2 separate regions of the Bos taurus genome follow, and region 1 is linked to region 2. The links are chromatin contacts, called in public Hi-C maps. All regions are on one chromosome and are shown on one strand. Each heading gives the region's core, a stretch centred on a gene start, on an enhancer-like site or on the middle of the called end of the contact. The rest is flanking DNA. Distances are from core to core; before and after follow the strand shown. Region 1 overlaps DDB2 (damage specific DNA binding protein 2). Region 2 holds the start of PACSIN3 (protein kinase C and casein kinase substrate in neurons 3).

What was found. Hi-C and Micro-C count contacts between places; a contact is called where the count stands out from the background.
Region 1: a Hi-C map of skeletal muscle shows a contact between it and region 2, with 2.0 times the contacts expected there. The contact joins the enhancer-like site here to the promoter of PACSIN3 in region 2. A contact is called at or near these places in 2 of 11 Hi-C or Micro-C datasets (skeletal muscle and an unstated tissue).

Annotation. Positions count from the first base shown.
Region 1 is chr15:77,114,338-77,120,247 of ARS-UCD2.0, forward strand. DDB2 (damage specific DNA binding protein 2) reads left to right here. Exons shown (of 10, transcript NM_001075788.1): 5 at 349-448; 6 at 540-717; 7 at 1,023-1,165; 8 at 2,864-3,028; 9 at 3,168-3,213; 10 at 3,507-3,885. The coding sequence ends at 3,556. It overlaps ACP2 (acid phosphatase 2, lysosomal), which reads right to left. Exons shown (of 11, transcript NM_001357044.1): 11 at 3,969-4,891. The coding sequence ends at 4,725. Among named protein-coding and RNA genes, the nearest start is that of ACP2, 8.3 kb to the right of the region's middle. Within about 2 kb of position 3,709, at least 2 of the 102 cell types and tissues checked have an H3K27ac peak or open chromatin away from gene starts, as enhancers often do. A contact at or near this core is called in skeletal muscle, where this site is marked.
Region 2 is chr15:77,081,896-77,087,397 of ARS-UCD2.0, forward strand. PACSIN3 (protein kinase C and casein kinase substrate in neurons 3) reads right to left here and starts at 1,733. Exons shown (of 10, transcript NM_001191420.1): 1 at 1,654-1,733.

The DNA of each region.
Region 1 (5,910 bases), core at 2,459-4,958, 34 kb after region 2:
GGAGAGAGAAAACAACAGCTGAGTCTTCCTCAGGGCTCCAGGGGGCAGGCCCGGACTTGAGGACTCGCCTTACGGCTCTGGGTTTGGCTGCTTCAGGGACTCTTAGCACATGAGGATCCTGAGCCTAGAAGTAACTGGACAAGTTTCTGAGCCCCACCACCCCCATACCCTTTGTCGGAATGGTGGACGAGTCTTGAGTGCTCCTCACTGGGAGTCCATGACAAGATATTCACTCACTCAACGGATATTTATTGACTGTCTGCTGTGTGTGAGACATGAGCTGCAACAGTGAATAAATGCAACTTGCCTCTGTCCCTAAGAGTCTTACAGCACAATCTCTCCCTCCAGCGTCTGGTTCTGCAGCTTGGACGTATCTGTCAAAAGCCGAGTGGTGGTCACGGGAGACAATGTGGGGCACGTGATCCTGCTGAACATGGATGGCAGGGAGGTGCGTTCTCGCGAGCCCAGGCCCTCACTTTCCCTTCCCAACCCCCAGCCTCGGTTCTGCACCCCAGCCTGAACCGAGCTCTTGTCCGCAGCTTTGGAATCTGAGAATGCACAAAAAGAAGGTGACCCATGTGGCCCTGAACCCGTGCTGTGACTGGCTCCTGGCCACAGCCTCCGTAGATCAAACGGTGAAAATCTGGGACCTGCGCCAGGTTAGAGGGAAATCCAGCTTCCTCCACTCGCTGCCGCACAGGCATCCTGTCAACGCAGGTGTGATATACCAGACCTCGGCCTTCCTGCAGACCCCGCCGACCCGCCGTTTCAGGGCCTTTCCCGCAAAGCGTAGAAGCCACTCAGCCAGGCCTTAACCCCGCACAGCGTTGGCCAGGCCGAGGTCCCGAGCCCTCCTGTCTCTAGCCGCCCTCCCAGCCGCTGAGCCTCTTGGGTGTTTGTTCACGGCCCAGATCACGGCCCTGCCACCTGTCTCTAGGAAGCAGTGGGAGGGAGGTGCCCCTGCGGGCCAGGATAGGGCCCACCTGGGGTCCCTTGAGCTCAGGGGCTTTTCGCTTTGCCAGCTCACTTCAGTCCCGATGGAGCCCAGCTCCTGACTACTGACCAGAAAAGTGAGATCCGGGTTTACTCTGCTTGCCAGTGGGACTGCCCGCCAAGCCTGATCCCACATCCTCACCGCCACTTCCAGCACCTGACACCCATCAAGGTAAGTGATGGTGGGGAGGCGGCGCTGGACAGGGCAGCCGCAGCCGCAGCCCCAGCCCCAGCCCTCTTCTCACCGTGGCTCACTCTGCACCTTTGGTCCAGCTCTGTGAGCCCGTTTTGCTGAGTCTTCGTCATGTCTCTTTGATAAGTGGATTTTCCTGAGTTCTTTCCACGCAGCCCAGGCATTTTCTGAGATCCTGACCCTCTGTTCTGCCCTCAGTTTTGGTGACCTGTGTGTGCAGCTGACCCACGAGCTAACTTGGATTAGTTAGCCAAGCCATTTATGGCTTCTCTAGCCTTAACCCCCAAGGCTTCCAACCTTCAAGTCCTCCATGCCTGCTGCCCCCCGTCCCCCCCGCCGCTGCCAGTCTGAACTCTGCCAGTCCTCCTGCTGCCCAGGTTATACTCTTTTCTAGAACCACAGTCCCTCTTCGGACTTCCGGAGCTCATGCCTGCACTTGTGTAGTCAGGAGAGCACAGTTCAGGTGGGCAGAGCCCATTCCCCCGCCCCCCAGGTTAGACTCCTTCAGCAAATCACTCGCAGTAGGGATCCCAATGTCCTCATCTATAAAGAGGGAATAATAGTATCTGACTGACAGGTGGTGGTTGTGAGTTTGAACCCAAGTACTTAAAGCATGTGGCAACATGCTTGGCGCCTAGGAAGTACTCAGGAAATAATGATTTGGTATGAGAATGGCCCCCACGTCGTACCTCAACCCTAGAGTAGGAAATGGCAGCCCACTCCAGTATTCTTGCCTGGAGAATCCCATGGACAGAGGAGCCTGGTGGGCTACAGGGTCACATAGGGTCACAAAGAGTTGGATACGACTGAGCAACTTAGCGTAGCGTAACGTACCTCACATCTAATCCAAGCTGTCTGTAATGTCAGCCCTTCAGCGGTTGGTGTTCCCGTTGACCCTTTCTTCCTTATCTCCCTCTTGGTATCAATCAGCCAGACCAACTGACAGCATCCCAGGTGTGACCTGTGACTTATTTCCAAGCCATTGCCTGTAGCACCTCTTTCTTCCTGCTAACCGTGTCTTGTCCCCTTCAGAACTTCCTTGAAAAGCTTTCTTGGAAAAATCCCATCCAGTTCTGTCATCCCAGTAGCTGCTCAGTTTGTTTTGAGTGGGGTGATCTGGGAACAGAGAGGTCCTCCCCCGTTTCAGCCACTTGCCATTTTCTACTCAACTCCCTGATGTTGGAGGGAGAGCTGTGGGATGAGCTCAGAACCGAGGTCTAATTTGCAATGCAGATCCCTGGGTCGGGAAGACCCCCTGGAGAAGGGAATGGCAACCCACTCCAGTGTTCCTGCCTGGAGAATCCCACGGACAGAGGAGCCTGGCGGGCTACAGTCCACGGGTCACAAAGAGTCGGACACGGCTGAGCAACTATACCATCGCTTTCGCTCGGGTCGCGCTGATGTTAAAATACTTATCAGCTGGTGCAGTGTCAGAAAATGCAGAGAGAAGGCCTGCATGTGTCCTGAGGATCACAGGAAGGTCAGCTGGGGATTTTACATTTTCGATGGTAGATGCACGTGCACTTCAAAACCATTCTTGTTTCATGTAGGTCTTACCTCTGTTGTTAAATTGCTGGCAGTTGTATTAACCGTTGTTGTCAGTGGCAAAGGTACTTCTGCTGTCCCTCTCAATGCTGTTCTGCATTTACTCCTGTGACCTGCCTCTCCATCTCCTAGGCAAGCTGGCATCCTCGGTACAACCTCATTGTCGTGGGCCGATACCCAGATCCTAATTTCAAAAGTTGTTCCCCCCATGAATTAAGGACGATCGATGTGTTTGATGGAAGCTCAGGAAAGATCATGTATCAGCTGTATGACCCAGAATCTTCTGGTATCATGTCGGTGAGGCCTGGGCCCTCAAATAATAAATGGGAGGAGGCAGGGATTGAACCTCATGGATCAAAAATGACCAATTACTCCTCACATGCCCTTCTTCTGCTACCTCCACTCCCTCCTCATGCTCATCCCCTTGTCTCTGCAGCTCAATGAATTCAATCCCATGGGGGACACGCTGGCCTCCGTGATGGGTGAGTGTACATGAGGCCGGTCAAGCCCAGCCTACTCCCCAAGGTTCAGTGCAGGCTCACCCCAGCTTAGCATTGCTCCAGCCACCCCCAGGATATAGTCAGTGAAGATGGCAACCAGGAGCCCACGGTCTCTTTGGACCGAGGGCCGTCCTTCTCGCTGAGTCTTGGCCACAGCAATGCCTGGCTGCTGCCCGGATTCCTGGTGTCTCCTGACCAAGTGCTAGGTTCCCCACGCCAGCTCCAAGTTCTCAGAGGCTGATGATGGAAGGTGCCTCTGGTCTCACTCCTCCTAGGTTATCACATTCTCGTTTGGAGCCCGGAGGATGCTGGGACTCAGAAATGAGAGACGTTAATGAAGCGGGGGCGAAGCAGGGGCTTGGAGCCCCACGAGGACAAGTTCTTTGACGAGAGGCGGCTTCATGTTAAAGGGCCGAGGTATCAGAGTCCCAGCGTTGGAGCTGGGGCACTGGGACCGTGACATGGGGACCGGACACGTGCGTGGGCTGAGCTCCAGGAACTCCAGAGTTGGCAGACTTGCTGTGCCAAGGGCCTCTGCTGTACGTGGCCTGGAGCCGAGCTTCTCTCCTTTCTCCTCTCTGACACTCAGTGCTCAGGTAGTGGTTTTTGATCTGTGCTCGCTATTCACATGGCCAATAAAACATACCCAGCTGACCTTCTGAGTGGATCTTCCAGCTCCGATCTGGTCAAAGGGCTTCTCAGCTCCCCAGAATGAAGAAAAGGCATAGAACCAGCACTGGGAGTCCCAAACCTTCATTCTCTGGAAGCTGTCTCAGTCCTATTCTGGGCCAGTCTAGAGCTGTTCAGCTCACAACCTAGGGATCCCAGCCCCACTAAGGGTGGGGACAGTGGTTTCAGGATTCTGTACCACAACTCACCGTCCCCTCTCCGCCATCCCCGACTCCCTCCCAAGCACAAACCTCCTTCCAACGGCTCAAGGAGAGGGGTGACAAAGATGCTGAAAGCATCATGTCTCACTGGAGTTAACGGTGGCGTCAGCTGGACAAACCACTGGCTGGCTCCTGGGTGACCTGGCTCCCTGGCGGGCAGTGTTTGTGCCCCCAGTGTTGGGCCGTTCTTCCCGCTAAAATAAGCACTGAGAGGTGAGAGGCAAGACCGTGTCCTTGGGGCCATCTGCCAAAGACTCTGGGTTGGAAGACAGAGCAGGGTTTGATGGAGAGGCAAAGCAGATCAAGCCCCGTCTCCTTCAGTCTTTTTCTCCGAGGTCCTGAGTGAAACCGGAGCACTTGTCTACATTTCACGTCCTTAGAAGGGAGCACGGAGGAGGCAAATCCTGTTTGGAGGAAGCCAGTGTCCGACACAGTACTTGGTTAACGTCGGGCACGTGGATGCCGGGTGACAGGTGCCTCGGGCCAAGCTGAGCCTCACTTGTTCATCTAGGTGCGGTGATCAGAGGGAGGCCCAACCCAGGGTCTCCTGTCCATGGGCTGGGGAGCAGCAACAGTCAGGAGCAAGGGCCCAGCCCACCTCCCCTAGGAGGCAGAGGGAAGGGGGCTGAGTGGTTGTCAGGCGTGGTCCTCCCCATCTGGGACGTGGCGGTAGCCAGGAGGCTGGGCCTGCACCCGGAAGAGGACGGTGAGGAGCAGTACTATGAGGAGGAAGAGGATGGAGCCGCAGACGGCCAAGGCCACGATCACCTCTAAGCACAGCGCCAGGGGAGGAGAGAAAGGTCATGTCAGTGTTCGTTCAGCAAATGTTTGGGCGCCTACCACATGCCAGGTGCCATTCCTACAACGGGGAGACCACAGGTGGCCAAGACACAGTGTCCTGTGTGGCTTTTCCCTTCTAGGAGAGGAGATGCCATGACAGGCAAATGACAGAAAGGACAGGTTAGTGGCAGATGCCGTCGAGAGAACCAAAGCCAGGCAGGTCACAGGCAAGGTGTCACCAAGAAAGCAACACACTGACCTGAGCCTTGGAGTCAGTCAGACACACAGAAGATCTGAGAGAAGAGTGTCCTCAGGCCAGTGGGCGGGGGTGGGGGGAGGTGGAAGCAAATGCAAGAGGGACTTAGCTCGACATGGTCTAGGAAAGAGAGTCAGTATCACCGGAGCAGACCGAGCAGGGCCTGAAGGCCACCGTAGAGAATGTGGGTTTTATTCCAGATGACGGGAAGCCCTTGGACAGTTCTGAGAAGGGTAGTGATGTGAACCGATTCATGTTTTTAAAAAATTTAACTCTGCTGTGCTGACAGACTGGTACGGCCAAGAACAAAATCAGAAAGAACGTTGGGAAGCTTTTCAGTACTTCTGGCAAGAGATGATGGTAGACTGAGCCAGAGCACGGATTTTAAAGACTGGACTGGCAGGATATGCTGGTGGTTGGAGGTGGGGGTCTGAGGAGAGGGCACTCGGAATGGCACCTCGGGACATGCTGTGCACCTGCGTGGCTGAGGCTGCACTAACTAAGGCGGGGAAGCCTTCAGGGAGAGCATGTGGGCTTAGACCTCCACTGTGAGATGGCTTAGCTGACATCCACATAGAGACCTCGAGTCCACAGCTGGATGTGCAAACCTGCGGCTCAGAGAGAAAGAGGTCAGGAGGCATAAAAAGAACTTAGCATGGAAATCGTAACATGAGGCCATAGGGCTGGGTAAGCTCACTTGAGTAGAGGGCATCAGTGGGGAAAGAGCCAGGCTGATGAGCCCGGGGCCATCTG
Region 2 (5,502 bases), core at 483-2,982:
CCCCGCCGGGGTCCTCAACGCTTCCCCCTTGCTTCTGAATCTGTCCCATTTACCCAGAAAGGACATGCCAACCAGATGGAGAGAAACAGAGCTGCAGCTGTAAACCCCAGGGCCTCAAGAGCTGTCCCAGCCAGGCATCCAGGGGCCGGGGCCCCTTGCCTGCCCCAGCCTCCTGGCTCCCGGCTCCCAGGAGAGCTGCCCCCCACCCGTTCCCTCTCTCTGGCCCCAGAACAGAGCGAGCTGTGTGTGCAGGGCTGGCACCGCTCCCTCCGGCCTCCCAGAGCAAACACGAGCCCAAGCCCCAGGCACAGCCAGCCCCACTGCCCCAGCGGACCCAGCAATGGGGGAATGGGCCTGTGCCTTGACCCCTGCTCAGGAGGGCCAGTACCCTATGCCTCCTGACCCCGGCAGAGACCCAGCCTGCTCCCCAGAACACACTCTTGCCATGGCCAAGAGCTCGGGAAGCAGATCATGAACCTTCCCAGCCCAGGGAGCCAGCACCTAACTGGGCTGGGACTTGCCGCTGGGGCTTGGCAGGGTCTCCTCACAGCGTCCTGAGCCAAGGTAGGGAGTCTTGGGGTCCAGGGAAGAACCCACTTTCCCTTAGGAAGCCACTAGGTACCCCTGTCCAGACCGGCCCCAACCCTGTCCCGAAATCCCCGGGCATGGCCCTGGGAGGGAGCCCTGCTGTCCTGCCCTGCCCAGGCTCCGTCCTGAGTCACAGGCTGCGCCCAAGGACCTCTTCTCCGGCAGCCCCTCCCGATCTGCCGGCAGATTTGACCACACCGAGGTGGGCGGTAGACCGGTCCAGAGAGGGGTACTCAGGCAAGAGCCACTGGAACCTGCAGCCAGGGAGGCCCCGGAGGCTGGGGGAGGGGTGGCCCGGGAAAGGGGGAGGAGGCCGGCCCGGGAGGGGCATAACAAAGGGGCACTTTTGGAAACCCGACCGGCCCCGCCTGAGGTGCCAGCTCCCCGATGACGCACTCCAAACCGAGAGCCCTCACACCAAACCTCCGAACCCAGGGGCCGCCGGTCTCTCGCCTCAAAACCCTTATGGACGGGCGCTCTGCTTGCGGGCCAGGCGCTGCACACCTCGGAGCCGCTGGAGCCCACGAGGAGCGGCCGGGCCAGGCCTGGCCCTGGAAACTCCAGGACTTCTTGGCCAAACTCGCTGAACTCGGTCTCGGCGCGGGGTGGGGGCCCGCCGGTAACCGCTGAGGGGAGGGGGTGCACCCTGCCTTGGCCCGCGCCGCCGGCAACTCCAGATGGTGGCCCGGGACCGGCGGCCCCAGGAACTGGGGCTCTTTGCTAAGGGCGAGGGGTCGCTGGGGAGCGAGGCCCCTGCTGGGGTCCCAGGGCGGTCTGGGGCCTTTGAGGGACCCCAGGAGATGGGATGGCCCGCCAGCCCCGACGCCTCCCTACCCCCCCGCGGCGGGTCTGGGAAAGTGCCGGGCGCGCGGCGCCGCAGAAGGGTCACCCCCTCGGCGTGGCGGCAGCTCTTGCCGCGCTCCCGCAAAGCACAGCTCCCCGGGGGCTCCCGGGGCCGGAGCCGGTCCCACAGCAAACCAGGAGCGGGAGGAGGAGAGGGCGTGCTCTATCTAGCTGCGGCTCCCGCCACCGCCTCCCCGCCGTCCCCGCCCGGGCAGCACTCACCGCGTCCTCCCTGGGCGCCTCGGCGGGTGGGGGGGGGTCCGGCCACGCTCCGACCCAAGTCCTGTCGCTCCCGGGCCGGGGCCGCAACCGCCTCCCGGAGCGCGCCGAGCCCTCCCCCCGGGAAGCCCAGCCCCCAGCCCCGCCCTCTCCTCGCGCCCGCGGGCCCCAACCCCACCGGCCAGGAGCTGCCTGCATCGCGGCGACCAGCGCGGCTCCCGGGGCGCGGGCTGTGGGGTCTCGGTTCCCGCCCGAGGAGCGCCAGGGCCGCCTACCCAGGGTGGCGCTGTAAGCAGTCTGATTTCGGCTTTGCCTCTCCCCGGCCTCGGCAGAACCTGGGAGAGCCGTGGAAGCGGGAAGGAGTCCGGCCTGCACCGGCTGTCTTTGGAGGGAGGCCTGGGGGAGTGCTACACTGCCTTACTCTTTTTGCTGAGCACAGCTTTCTTAAAAGTTATAAGTTAACTTAGACGTTTACTTAGGCGTTAACTCTGGAGAGGCACATAACCATCCACTTGTAAGCGTTAGGATTCCCATTGTATAGATGCAGAAACTGAGGCTCAGAGACCTTTAGCACCTTGCACAAGATCTGTCGTCGAGCAGGGCCGGGACTCCAAAGCCTTGCCCTTTCCTTGCACAGCCCTCTTGGCCAATCTGATGGCCCATTCTGAGGACTGGGTACTACACGCGGTGGAGGTGGGGCAGAAAGTTATGACCTCCTCCCCCGCACGTGTTCTTATTCCCAGATTTTGTACCACGGTTCATTCTTAAATCCCTTCGCCCCTCCACCCCCTTTGTTAGTAGATCTTTCCAGATCGCCACGATGCGACCCCCCCCCAACCCTTAATAAACCCCTGCTTCCTCACCCCCTTGCCCCGCACCCTGGGATTTTTCGGAGCCTGCCTGTCGGTTATTTATATCCACTGGAGCGGTCCAAGAATGTTCTGAGTCTGACCTAATCGCCACCTGCTCGGTCTCCCGGCCCCTCCCGCTTCCTCCTGGGCCCGGTGACCCGGCGGCCGTGCCCTCCGCCTGGCAGGCGAGAGGGGGCGCAGGTCTGCGCGGTCCGACGCCCAGGGCGCTCAGAGGGTCTGGATCGCGCAAATTGCTGGGGGCCGCAAACCCTCCCGCGCTCTCGGAGGAGTGCGCCCCCAGGGGACGGCGTGCGCGCTGGGAAGCCGAGAGCCAAGCTGTTCTCTCTCTAGCACGTCCTCTCGGTCCCCACGCCCCCACCCCCACCTCTACTCTCCCCGAGGAGTGTGAGTCCCTGTGCACGGATTTTTAAACGACAGCTTTAAAAATAGCAAAATTATGTAGTTTCTAAATCCCCGAGGAATCACGGACGCGTTCTCTGCGTAGATAAATCCGCTCATAAAATGAAAAGGGGGCTTGCAGAGAATGAACGAGGATAATTTCAAACCGGCATCTAAGTCTCTGAGGACTGACTTGCCCCGCAGTCCTCGTGGGAGGGTGAAACGGCCCGTGGGGCACCCTAGACAAGCCGCGTTCGGCCCCTCGCACCTGAGGAGTGGATCCTCGCCTGGGCGCTCGCAGGGTGTGAACCCAGCAGGAGGTAGCTCCCGAGACAAGTTTCAACACCCACTCTCTTGGGGCTTGGACAAGTCCCTTTTCTCCGTATCTCTGTTTCCACCTCTATGAAACACGACATGTGACTGGGCTGACCTCCCAAAAGGGCCTGTGCAGCAGCTAATTAATGATTGTAAAACGACTGCGAATGAGAGGAGCTGAGGTAACATCTAACGACAGCCATACTGTTTTGTATTGTTTAAAATCAGTTACCATCCCACCTAGTGCCCGGAGGGGCTTTAGGCACCTGGACAGAAAGTGTGAAATCACAAGAAAGAAATGAATTACAGGAGCCACCTATCAAAAACCCATTAAAAATAAAGGCTGCAAGCCAGACTCTGGGATCTAGAGAAGTCACTCTAGAAACTCAAAAAAACAGGGCCGTTTGTCAGACCACAAAGAGAAGGGAATGCGGAGTGGAAAACATCTGGCATCCCTCAGGTTCAAATCTGGAGAAATGCTGCAGCTGATCTTCATTGCCCCTAAGGTACTGTAGGGAGAAAAAAATAACCCAAAACCCAGAGCATAGTGAGCTGCTTCAAGGGTCAGAGGAGACAGAGCTGACCTTGGAAAGCCAAAGTCCTGCTAGTGCTGCCCCAGGGTTCAGATTTCTGTGCTCCGCAGCCAGAGCCCCTGAACACTCACGGGGCTCCATCAGTGGGTTCCCAACTTGAACAGAGCTCAAGATGAGATGCCCAAGGTCAGGAGGACCAGATAGACAGAAACCCAGAGGGGCAGCTTGGTTCCCGGCACCAGGTGGCAGGTTGGTCCTCAGCCCAAGTTCACAACACTCACAGACTCACTCCCCTTGAGTTTCTGGAATGTCCTAAGGACTGTTCCTTTGTTTGTTTATTTATTTATTCACTCAGCCAATCAAGAAAACATTTGAATTTTTGCTTTATGCTAAGCCCTAGGCTGGGTGTTGGGAATACAAAAACAAAAAAGGCAGAGTCCGAGGTGTACGTTAATGATACAATATGCGCAGGAAATGCTATGGGAAAACAGAAGCAGAACAGACCACCTTTCACCGGGCGATGACACTTGACTGGTCTTGATGAGCAAGAATTAGTCATGTGAAGAGGCATTCTAGGAGGGAGCATCAGGGTGTGCCAAGCGCCGGAGGTGTTAGCATATGACATGGTGACCCAGCAATTCCACTTTTTGGTATCTACCCCAGCCAAAAGTGTACAAGTCTAGGAAAAGGTCCGAGGATGTTTGCATATAGTATTGTTTGCAGTAAGGGAGAAACTTGAAAACAAATGGGTAGTGGTTGGGTGACATCCCTGGGGGTCCAGTGGTTGGTTGGGACTCTGCCCTTCTACTGCAGGGGGCCATGGGTTCGATCCCTGATCAGAGCAATGAGATCCTACATGCCATGTGGTGTCGTCAAAAAAAATTTTTTTTAATGAAGAAAAAAAAAAAAGAGGCCATTGGTTGAATAACCTAAAGTCCATTCATGCTTTTGGATTACTCTGCAATAACCTAAGAACAGGAGAGATAAAGATATGTTCCTATATGAAGACATCCAAGATACTGTTGCATACAAAAAAACAAAGTGCAAAACACTCAAAAATTCAGAGAATATGCACCAAACTGATTTTGGTGATTTTCTCTAGAGAGAGGCTTCCCAGATGGCTCAATGGTAAAGAATCTGCCTGTCAATGCAGAAGACGCAGGAGACACCAGTCTGATCCCTATGTCAAGAAGATCCCTTGGAGTAGGAAATCGCAACCCACTTCAGTATTCTGGCCTGGAAAATTCCATGGACAGAGGAGCCTGGCGGGCCACAGTCCCTAGGGTTGCAAAAAGTTGGACTCAACTGAGCATGCACACACACTCTAGAGACAACTGGTGAAGGAGATCTTTGTAATCTTTGAAAATTAACGATGGGTATGTACTTAAGCGTAAATTGTATAAACAGTTTTGTTTTAGGAGATGGTGATGAGTCGTATTGTCTAAAATGGTGCTGCTCCTTTCACACTTCTCATAGACAATCTCACTGTGTGGAAGGAAGTGACTAGATCAGATTTGTCCTTTAAAAAGATAACTCTGGCAGCCCTTCAGAGTGTAGATTGGAGTGGGCAGAGGGCTGCAGGCAGGACTGATCTTCTCTGAAGGCTGCTGTTTGTCTCTGTGGCCTCTGGACATTGCCCCAGCATTCCAGACGGGCAGCTAAGTAAAGTATTCTGGTTCAATAGCTATGTTTTTAAGATCTCAGGCAACCCCAGGTGGAAAAACTGGTCCTAGTTATTGAGAAGGGTTAACCTC